Regions from separate parts of the Hordeum vulgare genome. Here region 2 is linked to region 1. Evidence: chromatin contacts called from public Hi-C data. All regions are on one chromosome and are shown on one strand. Each heading gives the region's core, a stretch centred on a gene start, on an enhancer-like site or on the middle of the called end of the contact. The rest is flanking DNA. Distances are from core to core; before and after follow the strand shown. Region 1 holds the start of LOC123402758. Region 2 holds the start of LOC123402522 (nucleobase-ascorbate transporter 6-like).

The links. Hi-C and Micro-C count contacts between places; a contact is called where the count stands out from the background.
Region 2: a Hi-C map of leaf shows a contact between it and region 1, with 3 times the contacts expected there. The contact joins the promoter of LOC123402522 here to the promoter of LOC123402758 in region 1. A contact is called at or near these places in 2 of 6 Hi-C or Micro-C datasets (leaf and seedling).

What each region holds. Positions count from the first base shown.
Region 1 is chr6H:508,400,625-508,405,872 of MorexV3_pseudomolecules_assembly, forward strand. It overlaps LOC123402758, which reads right to left and starts at 3,804. Exons shown (of 4, transcript XM_045096713.1): 1 at 3,347-3,804. The coding sequence starts at 3,595.
Region 2 is chr6H:508,965,523-508,970,818 of MorexV3_pseudomolecules_assembly, forward strand. It overlaps LOC123402522 (nucleobase-ascorbate transporter 6-like), which reads left to right and starts at 3,149. Exons shown (of 14, transcript XM_045096442.1): 1 at 3,149-3,631. The coding sequence starts at 3,511.

The DNA of each region.
Region 1 (5,248 bases), core at 2,554-5,053:
GCCGATATTGCTGGCTCATGTATGAAGTTATGCGCAAGTACTAAGCAACGCATGAGTCCTCCGAAGAAAGAAGATGGATGGATTTTCTAGGAGGCTAGCTTACGTACGTGTTGAATACTGAACCAATTACCGCCAGTTAGATTGATCGATCTAGACTAGCACTACACTAATTACCACCAGCTAGATTGATCGATCTAGACTAGCACATATGTGTTGAATATTGAACTAATTATCGCCAGCTAGATTGATTGATCTAGACTAGCACTACACTAATTACCACCAGCTAGATTGATCGATCTCGACTAGCACTACACGGCGAACACATAGCGCACACGCAAACATTGGACAAGACACTGATTTGATGGATCACCAACAGTGAAGTCACCGACGGCTTCTCGGCAGCCAGGAGGTGTTTCTCAGCTACCATATGCACATCCTGGCCAGCTCGGACAACCAGCCCATGGACCCAATGGCTCCTCCAGAGCCTAGGCCTTCAACGGCATCCTACACCTCCTCACCGGACCGCAACCACTAGCGCCGAAGAAGGTCATTTGTCGCTGACCTTCCCCTCGACACAAAACCTTGCCCATTGAGACTGCCTAGTTGCTTAGGGTCCGTTTGGATCATTTGCTAGCCTCGCCTAGCCAGGCTAAATTAAACTAGCCCGTCTGTGACATAGCCCACTAAGCTAAGCGATGTTGTTTGGTTATGTTGCCCCAGTTTACGGTTACATGACTGGTCTCACCCACGATTCATTAGTTTGCCATCGCGAGAGAGCCAATTCGGCTCTCCCAGCCAGGCAAGAATTTAGCTGCAGTTACGAGCTAACTTGCCTCCAAAAGCAAACAAATCATTACTCCACCAAACACATATCCTTGCTAGGCAAGGCTAAGACTGTCCTTGCCTTAGAACCAAACACACCCTTAGACTCCGATTGCCGAAGGAATCGAGCCAGGGTGGCCCGAGACTCGATGCTCGAGCACGTCATCCCCGCCATCATTTGTCGCTTACGTGGCACCTACAAACCTTGTCATCTAGCTTCACATAGACATGGGAAGCCCTCTACCGCCATCGTTGTGTTCAATCTTCTCCGCTTCCGGTGGAGCACTGCCACACCATGATTTCCTTGCCGACGATGCTCTTCGTCCTTCCCTTGCTTCTCCAACACCCTAGTGCTCCTCTAAAGCTGTCGGCGCCGCACCCTCTAATCCTCACATACTCAAGCCTACGCCCCTGCAAGACAGAGCTCCGTTGGCTGCTTTTCCGCTGCTTAGGCCTCCCCTCTATAGTTGATTCCTATCACAGTTGTCGCCGCTTGCCATTACCTTGCTCTTGGGCTGCAAAGCTCCCCGGCCTCGCACAACACCTCCTCCGTTGTTGCTGTTGTCGCACGCTCCCAAGCCATCACCCCCGTGTGTTCACTGGAGTTCGAACTACGTTGTGTGGGCTGGCATGTGGGCAGTCCGCTATTTGCCTAATGAGTTCAGCATAATTAGAGAACTGCAAATTTACATGAGCTATCTACATGAGGGGAAGAAATGTCTTTTCACTTCTTGCTTAACACTGTTAGTGAGCAAAATGGACGAAAATGTCAATAAAGAACACATTTACGTCTAGTTTCAAATAAGGTAGGAAATGTTTATTTAGCCCAAATCAGGAAGAACATTTTAGGAAAGGGCCAAATAAGAATGTCTCTACAAAACAGCAATTTGGCATATAGCCAAGCTGCTAAACCACAAAATGTGAAAATAATCAAGTTATCTTCTTGGTGTAAAATTGTAGAACAGCCAAAAACTCCTTCAGCAAGATCAGAAAGCATAGACCATGTTCAAGATCTAATCACACCCTTATGACCTCCGTTATATTTTCTGGACATTACTTCAAGATAGACCACAGCGACACCATGATTCAGATTTATTTCCTCATAAGTGAGGTGCAATAACATTTTTTGTAATTCAGACGAAGCTAATGAACATTAAGTGATGGACCCAACAAACAGTTGAAAGACGGCCACCAAGTAAAATGTCCTATCTGTACAGCTTGGGCAAGTGAGTTCTTTTTTGCTAGGTTTGTCGATCTGCAACAATAACCAGCATATACAAACCTAGAAGAACTTTCTTCTCAAAAGGAAAACTATAAACTTATAATGCATCACGGAGCACAACAGCTAGGGTAAACAGCAGAAGGAGATATCAATATACCCACGTTTTAGGTCTGGTCTCCATTTTTGCTTCTTATTTTCCTACTTTGCAATATATAAGCTCAATAATCAGCAACTGTTTAGGAATTTCCTAGTATGTAGTGCATCAGCAAAACAAACAACTAAAGATGTGCAAACAGCAGGTAAAACACATCACTGTGGCAAACTCCAGCATAAGTAAGGCATGGCTTACCATGAAACACGTATGTCCACACCAAATCACCAATGACCAACATAATGCTTGTAAAATGCCTTAAACATCATTTTCTTACTCCTATACCAAGAGCCAATTATATGATCAAATTAGGTTCTAACACGCACACCGACCCAGCTCTTAGCATGTTAGCACCTCATGCTAGCACGCTGTTCAAATAACCACCTTTCCAATCAGCTTGAGCTATTGGGTGAACTGGCTAGTGCATGCAATTCAATACAGCATCAGAGACAAAAGGTCTCAAGGTCAAGACCCACAGGCTACATCGGTCCCAAGTTAATTATAAGGTATAAAAGAGCCTAGACCTGATGGGGGTGTTCAAATATATTCACCACCTTTCCCCCTCAGCTCAAGCTTTTGGGCAAAATGGTCAGTGCATGCCATTCGAATAATGCAACTCAAGTTTAGAGAGCACATGATTTTCTTACGTGTTGGAGACCACCATCTCTAATTTCCTAGGTTCAAGAGGCAGCAGTCTAGGTACAGTATACAGATGATAATTTTCAAGCAGATGCAGAACAACAATTATGATATTGCTGAAGTATATTGACAACCTTTCCCACTAAGGCATCCGATAAAGGAAGCCTCGTGTTCAAGACTCGTGAACGCGCTATGGATAAAATAGTTATGGCCGACAATGCCCATGTGAGGTTTGAAAGATCCTAAAACTGAGAGGTTGTGTTGAAATATATTGATCGACTTTCCCCTTGGGCTTTTGGGTGGACCTTTCGGTGCATCCAATTCAACAGATAAAAACTCAAGTTTATAAACACATAATTTCCTTACATGTCCATCTCTCTCTATTCTCCCAAGAGCAGAAAGAAATCTAGTCTAGTTACAGTACATAATATAGATGAAAAATTTCAAGCAGAAGCATAAGAGCAATTACGATACTGGCAAATTCCAAAGGGTATTCCCATCAGATGAGGCACCTTTACGAAGAAGTCGTCAGGTGACACCGGAGGCGGAGAACGGACGACCTGCTGCTGCTGCTTTCGCGGCGTGGCTGGGGGAGTCGTCGGCACCGGAGGGTGGGATGTTGTCAGCGGTGTAAGGGGGGCACACGAACCGGAAGGGGCGGGAGGAGGAGGTCCGCGTGCCGAAGCTGGAGCTGCTGCTTCTGCCTCTACGCGAGTTGCCGGCCACATGTGCCGAACGAGAGGCCGCTCACCGCCGCGCATGGCCCCGCATCGACCCCTCCTCGGCGGCTGCCGGCGCCGCGCCGCACCATCACCGGATCGATCGCCACCGCCTGCGGTAAACCCTAGCACCGAAACCCTAGATCCGCGGGGGCTCCGTCCGGGCCGCGCGACCCCGCATCGAACCCGCTCCTGCGGAGGCGGGACGCCCGCCGGAGACGGCAGGCCTCGGCGCGGTCGAATTCGGGCCGGAATCGGGGCCGATTGCGCGCAGGGCCGGCGCGAGAATTGGGGGTTTGGGGTGGGGTCGGCGGGGCGGGGCGGGGCGGGCGAGGGGTTCGGGCGCGATCCGAGGCGGGGTGGGGGGGGGGGGTGGGAGGGGGCGAGAAAAAAACGGCGATTTGGGGGGAGTGGGGAGGGAGGGATCGCGGCAGAGACGGCGCGCGAGGTCGAGGAGAGAGATGGGGGGGGGGGGGGGATTGGGGTTGGGGTGCGGGTCGTGCTGCTGTGGGGAGTGGGAGGAGACGGGGGCAGCAGGGGCATTTCTGACAGTTCGGCTCGGCCTGCGTTGCTCGGTGCGGCTGGCTCACGCTCTCTGACCTGCCTGGCGCGGTCGCTGCGGGTGGGCCGCTGTTTTGACTTGGAGCGGTGGCGATTTCCTGTGGTGCCGACGTGTTGCAGTGCAGTGCCATGCGGGGAGTACGGCTGCGGCAAGTCTCGGTTGGCCGGCTGCCGGACAGTCGGCAGTTCACCGCAGTGACGGAAGCCAAGGCAAGTAAAAGAAAAATAAATCTAGTACAAAATAATCATGTCGAACAAGGTAGATACAAAATATCATAAGACAAAATAATCATGTCGAACAAGGTTTTGGTGCACACATCTAGCTGAAAATGAGGTAGCGACTAGATGTTGGATATCAAAACATTAATTCATGCCAAATCTTAGTTGATGTAAAAAAATGCTAACCTCATGGCATCGATGGTAGTCTTAAGGCTCAATCTTGCATCGGTAGGTAGTTTCTCATTTTGCTTTTCTATCACCTTGTTGATATGAGCCATACTGGTCTTGTGTGGGTCGATAGAAGAGGTGTCTACAGGGGTGAATAGACTACTTGCATAAATTAAAATCCTAGTCTTTTTTCAATTTTAGTGCTTGACAGATTTTAGCATTTCTAACAAGTCTAGTGCATCCTACACATGCTAGTCAACAAATATGGCAGCGAAAAGTAAAGACTCCGCATACGTAATAAGAAGTAGAGTTTAGGAAGATCGCAAAGGTTGACACAGTGATTTTTGGCATGGTTTCGATAGGTGGCGCTATCATACGTCCATGTTAGTGGAGACTTCAACCCACGAAGGATAACGGCTGCGAGAGTCCACAGAGGGCTCCACCGGCAAGGGGTCCATGAAGAAGCGGCCTTGCCTATTCCACCATGGCTTTCGCCCATACAAGACTAGCCTCACTCATGGTAGATCTTCACGAAGTAGGCGATCTCCTTGCCCTTACAAACATCTTGGTTCAACTCCACAGCACGAAGTGAGAGGCTCCAAAGCGACGCCTAACCAATCTAGGAGGCACCACCCTCCCAAAGGTAATAGATGTTGTAGAACGATGAACTACTTGCTCTTGTGCTTCTAAAGATAGTCTCCTCAACACTCAATCACTCTCTCACACACATTTGGCAGGGGTAGAAGA
Region 2 (5,296 bases), core at 1,899-4,398, 560 kb after region 1:
TTGAGCGGCAATTTCATGTGCGGTCTGTCCTAGGTCGGGTTGTAGATGCTCTAACATGTTTTTTCCCTCTAAAACTAGATGCTCTAACAAGCTAAAAACAATGGTTACATCATCAACACAAGAGTTGCAGTTCGCGTATCATTTTTGTCTCTAGACGTGAGTACACATGCGGTTAGGGTGTCTAAACCTTCCGGTGATGCCCTCGTCGACTGCCTCATCTCCGTAGCCTTAGGATCATGAAGGCGAAGTGGACCTGAGACCTTACCGTCCGGAGGGTTCGTGTTTCGTTTTTAAGTTGTGTTCTTAGGTTGATTATATGGTTTGTGTCATGTTCAGTGGCAGCTCCTTGAATATGAAATAAGGTCCTTCCCGCCTTCTCCCCGTTCTGAAGGTGTCCGTGGCATCGTTGGAAGACATGCAAAGGTGTTTCTCCAAGGAAAGTGCCCTTCTGCTTCCGAGCTCAAATGAGCTCCGTGAACAGCAAAATCGTTTTTCTCTTTCGAAAAAACTTCAAGAAATTCTGATTTTTTTTATGATCAACATTGACAAAAGTTCTCAACGCATGAAAAAATGAGGCCTGAAATAACATTCATACAAGGCACGAAAAAAATTTGATATTCTGAAAATGCGCATTTTCAAAGTACCGATTTTGTATTTTTTGCCACACCTTATAGAAATGCTATTTCAAGCCAAAAATTTGCATGCATTTAGAACTTTTGTTAGTGTTGCTCACAAAAAAATTCAGATTTTTTGGAATGTTTCCCGTTTCTTTTTGAATTTACTGTTCGACGTGGTTAAATGAGCTCGGGAGTAGAAACTCTGTGTCCTTTCTCCAAGAATTTACTGTTCAACGAGGTTAAATGAGGTTAAATGTTTCCTGTTTCTTTTTTCAGACCATTTTTATTTTTATTTTTCTATATATATAAGATAAAAAAGCCCAATAGATCAAAATTAACAAAAAAATAGCCCACTATGTCAAAATCGATCCAAATAATAACCGAACAGGTCGAAATCAACCCAAATAACGGTCTAAAATACTAAAATCCTAACAAGCCAGCGGGCCTGATGTGCCGATGGGTCGACCCGTATAGCCTCCGAACCGTGCTTGCGCCTGGACCCCGAGCATGTGGACCGGCAATAAACGGACCGTGCCGTGCCAAACACGATTCTGACGGGCCGTGTCGGGCAGCCCGTTTGGGCAGGTACGCTCCACTCGAACGGCTCTACGGTACCAGCACTGACCAAGCACACTCTTTCAGCCGATCCGCCGTCAATTCCAATCAGACGGCTCCCGTTCGACACCCCCACAACGCAACAGGGGAACCCGCGCTCTCTAGCCCAAGCCGCGCTTTTACTCCTGACACCTTTGCTGCGTGCACAGCCCTTAAATCGGCTTTGTGCAAGACGCATGCAGCACAGTATAGTACTGTAATACCTACTCCCAGCAATAACGTTTGACCACCTTGCGCGTTCATCACGCTCCGTAATCAATTCCGTAAACGCAAGCCGACCGACAATGAACGCAGAAGAGAGTTTTGGCGTGACATCCTTCACTCCGCTGCATTTACTTCTTCAGGTTCTGAACAGTCGCGGGTATCCCTCGCTTGTCCCATTTTGCTTGCTTCCCCTGTAGGAGTACTACTACTGCACTGCCTAGTCATCATCAGAGAGCTACTCCTACATACATACACACGCCAACCTGCTGCCAACCTTCATTGATCGCTTCAAATGAATCATTGCATGCACGGCCGGGATCTCCATGCACGCATTTTCCCTAATCAATGCCCACCCTGTGGTACTGCTCCTGCTAAAACCCAGCCAGCGCTTCTCTTTTTGCCGGGAAAACCTCAGCGGTTCGAGGCAGGTTAGCTACTACCGGTAATAAACTACACTGCCCTGGGTTAACGACCACGGGGGGATGGTCAGGACATGCACTTTGCTCGCGGTAAGTATAGTGGACTAGTGGAGCTGTAGTTGGACGATGGCCAGCAGGCGGCAGCAGCAGCATGTGGTGGTCTCTGTAGATTAGATTTGATCCGCACGACGGTGTTTCATTCAGGAATAAATAAATGGGGGAATAATGTACATGCCGTGCCGTGGGGCTGTCTGCGGATTGGATTGCTGCTGCGTGTGAGCCCGTCCGTGACTAATCCAATCATCGCGTAGATGGAGAGAGAGGCTGCCCCGGCGAGGAAAAAGCGAACGAAATGCTGCCGCGGCAGTAAACGGGGGGTGCCGGCAAGGGCGGCAGCAGGCGGATGAGCACAATGATAGGGGGCCGCGGTGCGTACGGCGGCGCTGCTTTGCGTTCGCGTACAGGTCGCCAAAAGCATCATCCCTGTACGCACCTGCGTGCTGTTTTCACATCTCCCGCGGAACAGGACACGGGAAAGTGAAAAGAGGAGGGAGCCCGTCCATCCGGCTCGTACGAGTACGAGTAGTACTAGTACCTCCTCATCATGTATATGTATACAAGGCATTTCCTGCCGAAAACAGGCACAATAATTCAGTCAGTCGACATGGCTTTTACCCTTCTTTTTCCTCTTGTCTTGCATAGCAGCTCCCCAAGGAAAAGCACTGTAGTGCAGTGCATGCACTGCCGTGGCAGTGCTGGGCCGGGCAAGGTGGAAAACCCCTTTCTTCACGCACAATCCATGATGGAACCACGTTCCCAGCCACGCCGCCGACCAGGAAACCCGGGGCGAGTCGAAGAGCCATCCAGCCAGGCAACAAACAACCGGGCCAGGAAACGGGAACGGAAAACCGAATGCCCAAATCTATCCACCACCACTCCAAAAATACGCTTCCCTGAAAGATTTCACCGCGAATGCGGAACTCCCATCCGAGAAGCGGAGAAGCCACGCAGAAGCGTCGTCTCCGCCGAGCACGAGCAGGGGCAGGGGAGAGAGAAGAGGAGTGCTACGTACGTACTAGTACTGGTACAGTGGGATACTTGTAGCTACAGGGGAGATTCGCGGTGGGGCGCAAGGGGCCGCACGCGCAGGACAAGCGGGGGCGTAAATGCGGTTTTGGACCGCTGCGCCGGCGTGCGCGGTGCCGTGAACCGCTCCCTCCCTCCCTCCCTCGTCCTTCCCTCCCCACGCCAAAGGCAAAACCGAGGCAGAGAGAGAGAGAGAGGGGGTAGGGTGACGACGCGGGGCAGAACAAAACAACCGCTTCCTCCTGCCACCCCGCTCTGCACCGCAGCAGCGGCGCGCCGTGCTGGAGCCGCTTTTTTGACCGCTTCCGACGGACCCACCACCCAGCAGCGCAAGCACCACACGCTAGCGGTAGCGTCCTTCCTTGGGAGGAGCCGTGGTACTACTACCATACCATACCACCACCACCACTACCACCACTGGAGGCCGCTGTACCGCTACGCCACTCCCCCACTCCTCACTGCCCCGCTACCGCTCCACGGGCTCGCATTGTGGCTCTGGTTTGAGGTCTCGGGAGGAGGAGGAGGAGGAGCGCGCGTGATCTGAGGCGGGGCGGAGGGGCGCGGGAGAGATGGCCGGAGGCGGGGGCGGGGGCGGGGGCGGGGGCCAGAAGCAGGACGACATGGCGCCGCACCCCGTCAAGGACCAGCTGCCCGGGGTCTCCTACTGCATCACCAGCCCTCCTCCGTGGCGTGAGTGCTCCGCTCCGCTCCCTTCCTCCCTCCCTTCCTCTCGTATCACCGGCGGTTTTCCGGGCGTCCGTTTCGGGGTTTCTCTTCGCGGGGCTGGGTTTTCCCGGTCGCGATGGCGACGGACGGGCTGCTTGCTTGCTTGCTGGTCATGCCGTTGCTCCCGTCGTTTTCGGGGGTGGTGGGTTTCGTGGCCTCGGTGGTTGGTGGATGGGGCTCGCAGATGCGCCTCGCTTTCGCTCGGGCTTGTTGCGCGGCGAGGAACCGCCGCCAGATCTGCCTGCCCGCCTGCCCGCCCGAGCTTTCCTCCCCGGTTTCTCACTCGGATATTCCTCCAAAATAAAAAGCGGGCTGCCTTTTCCGTTTTGTTCCCCCTGCAAGTAGTTTATTAATGCGCTTTAATGAGGTTCCGCGTTGAATATCCTCTGCATAGTTTATCTGTATCCGATAATAATAGCTGACGCTGCAAAGCTTTGACCCGTGTTGATTGATGGCTTGATGCTACTCGACATTCAACAGACAAGGAATTTGCATGATTGTCGGATGGGTGGGGTTTTTTCGATGGATTTTCTTGGTGTTGTTCCCACCTTTGATGTTCAAGTCGCGGTCTGGTTTCTCAATCTACCTTTGATTCTGGCTTCTATTCTCACGAGTTTTCGGGAATCTGGTGCTATATTTGTGATTTTGTACGGTGGTAGTACAAATGAGCCAAGGTTTCATATGAACTCACGCGTTGACTCGTTTCTGCTTTACCGCGTGCACCGGGCGTTCTTTCCGGTTACTATATAAGTATATTGTTGCCGATCTACTATCTTCTTCTATGTTTACTTGGCGTGTTCCGTGCTGTGGTTCCAGTGAATTCCTAGGCACTGACCGTGTCGGTAGGTGGTTCCAAACCGGAGGTCCGTGTCCACCCATCGTTGTCACACTCAGCTGCATTCATGCTCCAGATACTTGGCAGGGCGTTTTCATTTCCATTTTCTGCCTTCTGCGTTATCAGACATTCTTTGTTTGTTTTAGATAGATAGTAGTAGCTTGTTTCCAAGCAGCTTTGTTTAAGTTAATGCAGGGATGTACCGGCTTGCTCTGTGTACGGGCGCTTCAGTACAAATAGTACTGCCGGTAATAAGTATGATCCATTTTGTAGAAGATCGAATTCTTGTTTGGTTATGAGTCACTTGTCTGTGTCTGAGTCTGAACCGAGTCAAATAAACATGTAAAGCTGACACTGCAAATAAAGAGTCACATTATTTTGTTATATCCTAATCTTCTTTATGCATTTAATGCGCGCCCTTCCTGAACTTAGTTCTGTACGCATCAGGACCGGGGGGGGGGGGGTGTTAATGACAGTCCTTTTATGTCTTGAACTCTTGCTCATTACATGGGAGAGTTGTAAGGTTGAACTCTGCATGGAAAAATGATGAACAAGAAGTCCTTGTTCAAACTGGATGATGTGGTCATATCGGCAGTTATATTTTTGTATGCATTTCTTCAAAGTTTGATCAACAAAATATGTTTTGCTTCTTATCTTTTTGCTAGCCTGCCTTGCGAAGTATGTCTACAGAAAGCAGGAAAATTTAACTATTGAAATAGTTTATCTATACACTTCCACTATATTCTGTGTAACTTATATGACTTGGTTCTGAAATTTGATTATGAAATCTTACA